Linked DNA regions of Sus scrofa: regions 1 and 3 are each linked to region 2. A link is a contact called in public Hi-C data. All regions are on one chromosome and are shown on one strand. Each heading gives the region's core, a stretch centred on a gene start, on an enhancer-like site or on the middle of the called end of the contact. The rest is flanking DNA. Distances are from core to core; before and after follow the strand shown.

Evidence for each region. Hi-C and Micro-C count contacts between places; a contact is called where the count stands out from the background.
Region 1: a Hi-C map of liver shows a contact between it and region 2, with 2.6 times the contacts expected there. The contact joins two enhancer-like sites. A contact is called at or near these places in 1 of 5 promoter capture datasets (liver), 27 of 47 Hi-C or Micro-C datasets (adipose tissue, alveolar macrophages, blood and 14 more) and 1 of 2 datasets of contacts at active chromatin or transcription factors (skeletal muscle).
Region 3: a Hi-C map of skeletal muscle shows a contact between it and region 2, with 4 times the contacts expected there. The contact joins two enhancer-like sites. A contact is called at or near these places in 4 of 47 Hi-C or Micro-C datasets (embryonic fibroblasts, epiblast stem cells and skeletal muscle) and 1 of 2 datasets of contacts at active chromatin or transcription factors (skeletal muscle).

The regions. Positions count from the first base shown.
Region 1 is chr3:28,661,153-28,663,852 of Sscrofa11.1, reverse strand. It overlaps PARN (poly(A)-specific ribonuclease PARN), which reads right to left. Exons shown (of 24, transcript XM_021086564.1): 16 at 2,618-2,693; 17 at 309-419; 18 at 1-8. Among named protein-coding and RNA genes, the nearest start is that of PARN, 46 kb to the right of the region's middle. Within about 2 kb of position 1,287, at least 11 of the 83 cell types and tissues checked have an H3K27ac peak or open chromatin away from gene starts, as enhancers often do. A contact at or near this core is called in fetal liver, liver and skeletal muscle, where this site is marked.
Region 2 is chr3:28,913,833-28,916,532 of Sscrofa11.1, reverse strand. No RefSeq gene overlaps it. Among named protein-coding and RNA genes, the nearest start is that of MIR365-1, 7.0 kb to the right of the region's middle. Within about 2 kb of position 1,447, at least 40 of the 83 cell types and tissues checked have an H3K27ac peak or open chromatin away from gene starts, as enhancers often do. A contact at or near this core is called in fetal liver, liver and skeletal muscle, where this site is marked.
Region 3 is chr3:28,774,968-28,777,945 of Sscrofa11.1, reverse strand. The region is part of intron 22 of PARN (poly(A)-specific ribonuclease PARN); the gene reads right to left. Among named protein-coding and RNA genes, the nearest start is that of MIR365-1, 130 kb to the left of the region's middle. Within about 2 kb of position 1,400, at least 11 of the 83 cell types and tissues checked have an H3K27ac peak or open chromatin away from gene starts, as enhancers often do. A contact at or near this core is called in skeletal muscle, where this site is marked.

The DNA of each region.
Region 1 (2,700 bases), core at 38-2,537, 250 kb after region 2:
AAAAGAACCTAATGAAGAAAAGAAGCAGAACATTATACACGGTCAGGCAGACAAAGCCTGAAAAATATATTTAAATCAACAGCATGGTTCAGCACGGGTAAAAGGTACTCGTATGGGCCGAGTACCACAGCACAGGTAAGGGGTGATGCTTCATTCCTGCGTGCGCTCCAGGCCCTCTGCCCCAACCTTCCCTGCACTCTGACCGCAAAACCCTCCCACTTCTCATGAGTGGATCCCAGGGAAAGAGGAGACAGGTGAGATCCCCTCTGGACCACAGTGAGTTTGACAGAAGCAGGAATAGGGAGTACCTAGATAGTTGGCCATGGAGATGAAGCACAGTCCTGTGATGTAAGCATCATAGCCTGCCTCGTGGAGCTGTTCGGAAGCCGTGTCATAACTTGGAAAACCTTCTGCACTTTCTAAAGAGGAAAAAGAGAGAAAAAAAAAAGTTTTCCCAAGGTCATCACAAATCATGAAGACTGGTGAGCGCACTGCCCTGCCACATCCCAAAGGCATTAGTCTGTGCTGTAGAAATACCCTAAAGAAGCAGAAAAAGAGCTACCTGTTTCTTTTTTCTTTTTTTCTGTCTTTTAAGGGCCACACCCACAGCATACAGAAGTTCCCAGGCTAGGGACTGAATCAGAGCTGCAGCTGCCAGCCTACACCACAGCCACAGCAACAGGGATCCAAGCTGAGTCCGTGATCTACACCACAGCTCACAGCAATGCCGGATCCTTAATCCACTGAGTGAGGCCAGGGATCGAACCTGCAACCTCATGGATACCAGTCGCGTCGGTTAACTGAGCTACAACAGGAACTCCAGGCTACCTATGTCTTAATTCTCTCCCCGCAGGACACTGAGATAACAGAGTCACCGAAAACGAGGGCTTTGGTCCCGACCAGAGAAATGCCTCCGTTACATTATCAAAGACTCAGCCACTGTCCCCCTCGCTGCACTGATGGTGCTGCCGACAAGCACGCACCACTTGCACTATGACCATGACTCCTCTTCTGACTCTGGACTAATGACTAAATAGCATGGCCTCTGGCGTCCCACTGCCTGGGTTGGAATCTTGGCCCCACCGCTTATTTTCCCGGGGAGCCTGGCCTCTGGGCCTCCGTTCTGGTAGAGTGGAGATGGAGAATCACGGCTCCCTCATGAGGCCTTTGTGAGGCTCCCATGAGCTCATGGAAGGAAAGCTCTGACACAGTGCTTGGTACCCAGTAAACGCCCCGTAGGTAACCTTCCCCCAAAGCAAAGGTCTCCGATCGATATCGGCTCCACTCAGTACTGGCCTCTGCTAGGTCTCCAAGCTCACAGATCTAAAGATGAAAGCACAACTCTGTCCGAAAATAGATCAAAACTCGCTGTCATGCTGCCCTTGGAACATGGGGCCACTTCAGAGGAGAGCCCGTTTTAAAACAGGCTTCTTCGGTCACATGCATAGACACAGATGCCGAAAGAATGAGGTCTAAGAGAAACCTGCTTTAGAGTAAACCCTCTGCCGGAATAGTACATGGAAATGACAGGATAAAACTGTAACTCATAAATAATTATTTCCGAGAACCACTGTGGAGGTGAATATCAAAAAGGTTACAACAGGATGAAAAGCATGAGTGGAAACTAATACTGAAAAGGCTGTCACTGTTTTTACATCAATACAATGCTCTTTGAGCAAGAATTCTTTAACCTCCGTAAGTATCAAGTATTAGATTTTAAGCTTTATAAAAGTATTTTAACATGAAGGCCAATTAAGTCCTATCCTCTCTCACCAGCTGGACCACATATTTCCCAGATCCACTAGTGCCATTGTGTCGTTATAGAAAAGGTCCAGGTGTCCCCACTAACCCACTACCAGCCCCCACCCCCTCTTCTTACTCCTTTTTTGGACTATTCCAGAAAGGGAAGCAAAGAACTGTAACCTTGGCTGCTTGAGTACCTTCTGCAGTCAATTTCTGAAGCTTTAGTCCTATGATCAATGTCTTGGGAAGTTTGTAGGCTACAGCTGGTGGAACGTGAGTCACCGTATCAGCAGCATAACTACGCTAGGAGGAAGCAAGGCAAGCACAGCTGGAAGGGTCACCAACTGCCTGGGTAGGGGCCGTGGCCAGACTTGGCAAAACACCTCTGCCCTCAAAGAACATTTCTCCTTATTCTGGTTTTCCTCTCGTCATCGGTTCTGCACCTAAGCCAGCTCCTTCCTCATCAGCAAACCCTGTTCTTGGGCTTTCCAGAGACAAAAAGTTTATTTTCATCCTACCCCTGGCAATTAATCACCAACTCTTTGTCTCCACTTAAACAATGCACCATAAAAAAGAAAGACACTGAGTTTGGGGAGTATTCCAAGCATTAGGAAATAAAAGTCCTGAGGCTTTAATTGCTAAACTTCTCCACGAACAGGCCCCAATCCTACTCACAGAAAACAGATGCAGGATTAGAAGACTGCCTTTACTCCGAAAACAGTAACTCAACACAGGGCACGGGCAAGTTGTTTGAGGGAAAAAAAGTCTATAAATATACACAGTTTCTAGAACGGTTTCAACATTTCTTCTACAACAGACACCCGTAATTAGCACCAAGAGTTTGGGGCTCTTCAGGATCATTTTATCTCCTTACCAACTTTAGGAGGGTTGAAAGGCGTCTCTTTTAACCGCTTTTCCAATTCTGCGAGGGACGTGTTGTTAATGATATCCTACAAA
Region 2 (2,700 bases), core at 198-2,697:
GCAGTCCCCCAGCCCAAACTGAGCCCAGAGGCCCCCCGACCACAGATTTCCTTGCCTCTCCTTGAGCATGGCCCTCCAGACTTCTGGAATTGGGGCCCAAGAGGGAAAAGAGACATAAGCCACAAAGCCAGTGGGTCTAAGTCCAGTTTGGTGGCTGCAAACCAGGACACCCCTCCCAGGGACGTGGGGGCAAAGTGGGAGTGCAGCTGGAGCAGAAGGAGAGGAGGGGGCTGTGTGGCTCATCTCCTCTGGCTGGGGTCCCTAGGACCCCCGCTGACGGCATCAGAAGCGCCCACTGGGCTGAGGGATGTGCTTTCTGAGTGTGACACCCATTGGCCAACAGAGGACAGCAAATACATTTTTTATGATCCTGGGAGGCTGAGTCCAGTCACATTTACTTGAAAAGAGGCCTGGCGGTTCTAGGGGACTAGTCATGTCTCAGTTATGTGGATCCTCTTCGGGATCCTCATCAACACTTCTGGGATGATCTGGGGGTTCTGGGAAAAGGGTGCGGTGGGGGGCAGATTTCCGAGAGGTCACTGGGTTGTGAGGGATCGTCACCCTAACTGTTGGAACCTTAGGTAGTTTGGGGAGGGGGGAGTGGCTTATAGGGGGAGGGGAGCGGGTGTCAGCACCAGGGGTCAGATCTTTGGGGGGTAGCGAGGGTACGCTCATGCCCCACCCCCACTCCCCAATTTCCAGCCTATCTCCCAGAGCCCGGCACTGTGAAAGTGGAAACAGGGGGGCTTTGGAATGGCGAAGGGGAAGCACAACTTTATTTTTTGGCCTGAAGGTGGGTTGGTATTTTGGGGGAGTTCTTGGGATCAGAACACGCCCATCCCATGTCAAACTTGGGGCTTCTAGGGGACTCCGGTGATGCCAGAGGTGGTAAGGGGCCACCAAGGGGGTAGGTGGCCAGGTGTGGGAGCCAGCGTTGCTGCAGCCCCTACTTCTACGGTGGGTCGGGGGAGTGTGAAAAATCGGAGGAAGGGCTCAAAGCGCCGACTGGCACGGAGTGTTCCCGAAAGGAGGAGGGGGGGCGAGTCTGAATTTTAAGTAGATGTGTCCCCATTCAGACGCCCCTGGCTGAGGAATCCCGGGAGCGCATTTGGAGGAATCCTACCCGCCCCCCAGGAGGGAGGCCCAGCCTAGGCTCCCTCCTCCGGGCCACGGGGGTACTGGAGGTGGGGAACCTCCCCTCTCCCCGTGCCCCCCAGTTTGGAGAACCCCAGGCTCTGCCCCCACAGGTCCAGGCTGACGTCGCCGCCGCATTTCTAGGAATGCCCCTATCCGCTGACTATATTTGGCGAGGGTTTCTAGGAAGGCCCCCCCCCGCCCCCGGCCCCCGCCCCAGCCCCCACCCGGGGCAGGCGGGCGCGCTCGGCTTCCAGGCTCTCGCCCTCTCTCCCGGGCCGGGGAGGAGCCGCCCCGCCGCCTGGGCCGCCGCCGCCGCGCCGCCGCCTCCCCAGCGCGACCAACCCCGGGCTGACCCAGCCCCCGCCCCGGGCCGGCCATAGGGCGTGGGGTGCGGGGAGCGGGAGGGGGGGCCGGGCCGGGTGGGGGGGCGGGGGCGCGGCTTTGTGGCGGCAGCGGACCGTGGAGGCCGGGTGCAGCCCCGTCGGCTCCGCGCTCTCGGCAGGAAAGGCTTTTCTACGCCCCCCGCCCATCACTTGGATCTGCTCTGGGGAGGTGGGGGGATATTTTTCTGAATGTCCCCCCGACACGCACCATGGTGAAGGATTTGAGGCTGGACTCTAATCGAGGCGGAGGCGGCAGGGCCCGCGGGGCGCCCCCAGCCCCGCACACGCCTCCCGGGAGCCCGGGAAGGCGCAGCCCCGGGGGGCCCCCTGCACCCCCGGAGGAGGCAGCGGCGGTGAGTCTCCCCGTTTTTCCTGCATGGCACCCCTCCCCCGGGCCAGGGCAGGAGCCGCGGCAGGTGGGTGCCCAGGCCCCCCGGGGCAGAAGGGGGTGCGGGGCGGCTGCTTGGGGGGGTGGGTGGCAACGCGACCTGGGAGGTGGCGGCGGGGGAAGCGCGCGGCTCTCCCGGGACCCGGCGCTAGACGCTTGTCTGGGAGGGGATCCGCCGCCGCCGCCGCCGCCGCTGCCACCCCCCGAGGCGGCGGAGCTGGGCTCCCTCCACCCCCTCCTCCCTCCTTAGCTCCCGAGAGGGGCGTGTTAGGCGAGGAGGTGGGATGGGGGTGAGGCAGCCCCCCACCTCCCTAATGCCCAGGCTGGGAAATTAACGAGGCGATTTGCAAGCTTGCCACCCCGCCCCCACCCCGGAAAGCCCGTTCGGGAAACTGACTCGCTGCGTGACCCCGATATCAATGCCGTGCGGAGAGCAGGCCGCCCGCACGGCCGTCGGCGCCCGCCGCACCTCGCCACTCCACGTGCGCCCCGGGCCGCGCTGGCACGGGCTGGGGGGCCCGTGCCAGCCTCCCAGGGCCGAGCCCCGGGGGACGTCCCAGAAAGCCGGGAGCACAGTCCCCAGAGAGTTACCACCTCCCCGAAGTAAAGTTGGCAGCCGCTCCCACCAAGGAGCAGGCGGCCATAGCACGTTGGCTTTATTTTGCTGGACAGGAGTTAAAAAAAAAATCTAGGTTCCGGGGTGCGGATCGAGGTGTCAGGGCCCAAGACCTCACCAAGTTGCTCTGGTAAAAGTTAGGAGAAAAAAGAGAAAAGGCATTTTGATTTGAGGGT
Region 3 (2,978 bases), core at 151-2,650, 140 kb after region 2:
CTCAAATGAGATTTTAAAACGCACCATCATTAATATTTACCACAAAACAAATAATAATGATGGAGAAGAGATTCTTTTATGTGGTGGTGATGTTGGTCAAACTGTTCCGAGCGTGTCTAAAGTGAGTACAAGGCGGGGGTTAAACTACGTACTGCCTCATATACGTACACTTCCGTTCTTAGAGATAAAAACACTTTGTCTGCCTGCCTTGATTTTGATTTTGCTGTTAAAACTGATATTGCTTGTCCTAATTTAGATTTTAGATGAGCTGATTTCACATCACAGCATCCCACAATAACATTTACATTGTCTTTGCATATCTTCTGTAAAAATATTTACAAAGAACTATAGCCTACAGCAAATATTCAAACACAGAAACAGTACTGGATTCTATTAAGATCATGTAACATTCAGATACCCTAGCAAGGTTGACAGTACGTGTCTCAAAACTGCCAATTTAAGGACTGCTTCCAAAACTTATTTCTTGGAGCAAAGTTCACAGGATTCTTATCATTTGTACTGATGTGTGTGGATTCATTAATATAGTCTTATTCATAAGACTGACTCACTGTTAGTAGCAGACAGGGCTGCAAACACACACGTACAACATGGCAACAGTGACAAAGAAGAATAACAGATGTGAGGGAGACCCAGTGTGCTCCTGCCCTGATTTCAGAAATGCTGACCTTGACCTGTGACACTGACTCCACTCTTGCTTTCAACTTTAGGAAAGATGATTCCTTTGAACTAGTAATGCCTATGCTGATGGTTAAACTTTAATTCCCACGGATTATTTTCCCCTTTATCCTGATTTCTTCATTGATATTTCTCATGATTTGGAATAGCACACACGTCTCTAGAAACGCCAGGAAGGAATTCCTGCAACGCTAGTGGAAATCAATTGACTACAAACTGGACCTCCCATTCTCTTTCATTATCTATTTGTCCTTCCTTTAATTTTTTTTTCCCCATGCCTGCAGCATGAGGAAGTTCCCAGGCCAGGAATCAAACCTGAGCCACAGCTGTAACCAGAGCCACAGCAGTAACAACACTGATTCTTTAACATGTGGAGCCACAAGGGAACTCCAAGTCCTGTAGCTTTTGAGATAATCTCAGAGTTCTTTAGTTGGCTGGGAAGCTCACACTGCTGGATAAAATAATAATGACCTTTCCTTTAAATAAGTGCCTAAGTTTACAAAATTCTCGCATTTGATATCTGTCCATGGCCAACTGTCAGAGGCTGAACTTGCATGGTCATTCCCGTTTTATAGCAGGAAACCTCACTGTCAGGATAAGCAACACTCGCCAGGTGGTGCAGCTGGTTAGGCAGATCTGAGGGCGTCTAGAGCCACGCTCCCCACCCCATCTTCCCAGGGTCAGCTCTTACCGGGCAGGCCTCAACTGAGAAGGAACCCCTCAGAAAGGCTTGCCCTGACACCCCGAGGAGCCCAGGCAGCCCCTCAGCCTGCAGCACGCCTCTCACAACCCTGTTCGTTTTCCTCTTCCTATTCACCCTTGCTTCATATTGGTTTCCTGACTTGTTTATCCTCTGCCCCCAGAAGGCAAGTTCAGGGGGAGCAGGGCCTCACGTTCCCTGCTGAGCGCAGGCGTCTGCGCACCGTGGGGACAGCAGCCAAGGTTTGTTGAACCGATGACATAGGCGACTGCGCCCCCCGCCGAAGCACTAAGGCAAGCGACAGAGCAAAGTGCTCATCCCGCCCTGAGTTATACGGAATATTCACACGGTTGACAGTCCAGCACACAGACAACTTCCCTGGTCCGCCTGGATAGAAACACATGCCCCACAACACAGAGCCAAGGGAGACGGAGCATCCTGCTGGGCCAACTACCTCACGCTGCAAAATGAGTGGGAAAAGTCTGGGAGGTGGGAGCTAGAAAATGCATTTGTATTGTTTTCCCAAACTCTCATGCTGAATCCACATTCCAAGAGCATGACTGCTTCTGTTTTTCGGGCACGGTCTGGATGGCTCGGGGAGGATGCTGGCTGGCCGAGGCCCCATTCACAAGGCGATCCCTTGGAGGTCACTGATCAACTGTGATTCCTATTTCTAGTAAAGAAGCTGACTGCGAAAAGTAAAATTAATATGAAGGAAGGTATGTCTGAAAGATAGCTACCTAGGAGTGAAGGACAGCTCCTGTGGAACAGCGGGTGTGGACAGACTACACGAGGTGAGTATGCGCTCAGTCCTGGGAATGAAGCTTATGTGTAAATTCACTGAAACAAGAGAAACTGGTTCTGGGTTAAAAGATTCACTGGCATTCAATTAGAAATCCTTTTTTTTTTTTTTAATAAGAACATGGTTTGAAATTCTTCCTATCTCACTTTTTTCTTATTGTTTACTTTATCATAGCAGTAAGAAAGTATCTTGTATCCCTGTTGTTGTTGTTGTCTTGTTTTGTTTTTTTGCGTTTTAGGGCCGTACCTGTGGCACATGGAGGTTCCCAGGCTAGGCGTGGCATCAGAGCTGCAGCTTCCGGCTTACACCACAGCCACAGCAATGTGGGATCTGAGCCTCATCTGCGACCTAGGCCACAGCTCACAACAATGCATGATCCTTAACCCACGGAGCAAGGCCAGGGATCAAGCCCACGTCCTCATGGATACTAGTCAGGTTTGTTTCTGCTGTGCCAAAACGGGAACTCCCTCTTCCTAACTCACTTTCATTCGACATAGAAAAGGTTAAGTGATAACAAACCTGAAAGACATTAACATAATTCCTAAATTAAGAACTTACACGCGACATATAACTAATTGAGGCTGAACTGAGAACATCTGAAGTTTTCAGAGGCTAGGATGGAATCTACTTTTACAACTAAAACAGACTTTTGGCTCTGATAAAAGGGTTTACTAATCAAACCAGTAATGCCATCAAAACAAAACAACTCCCCCTCATACCAGAAGCCCAACTATTTTAGAAAATACACTGCTTTTTAAAACATTTCCAGGAAGTTAAACA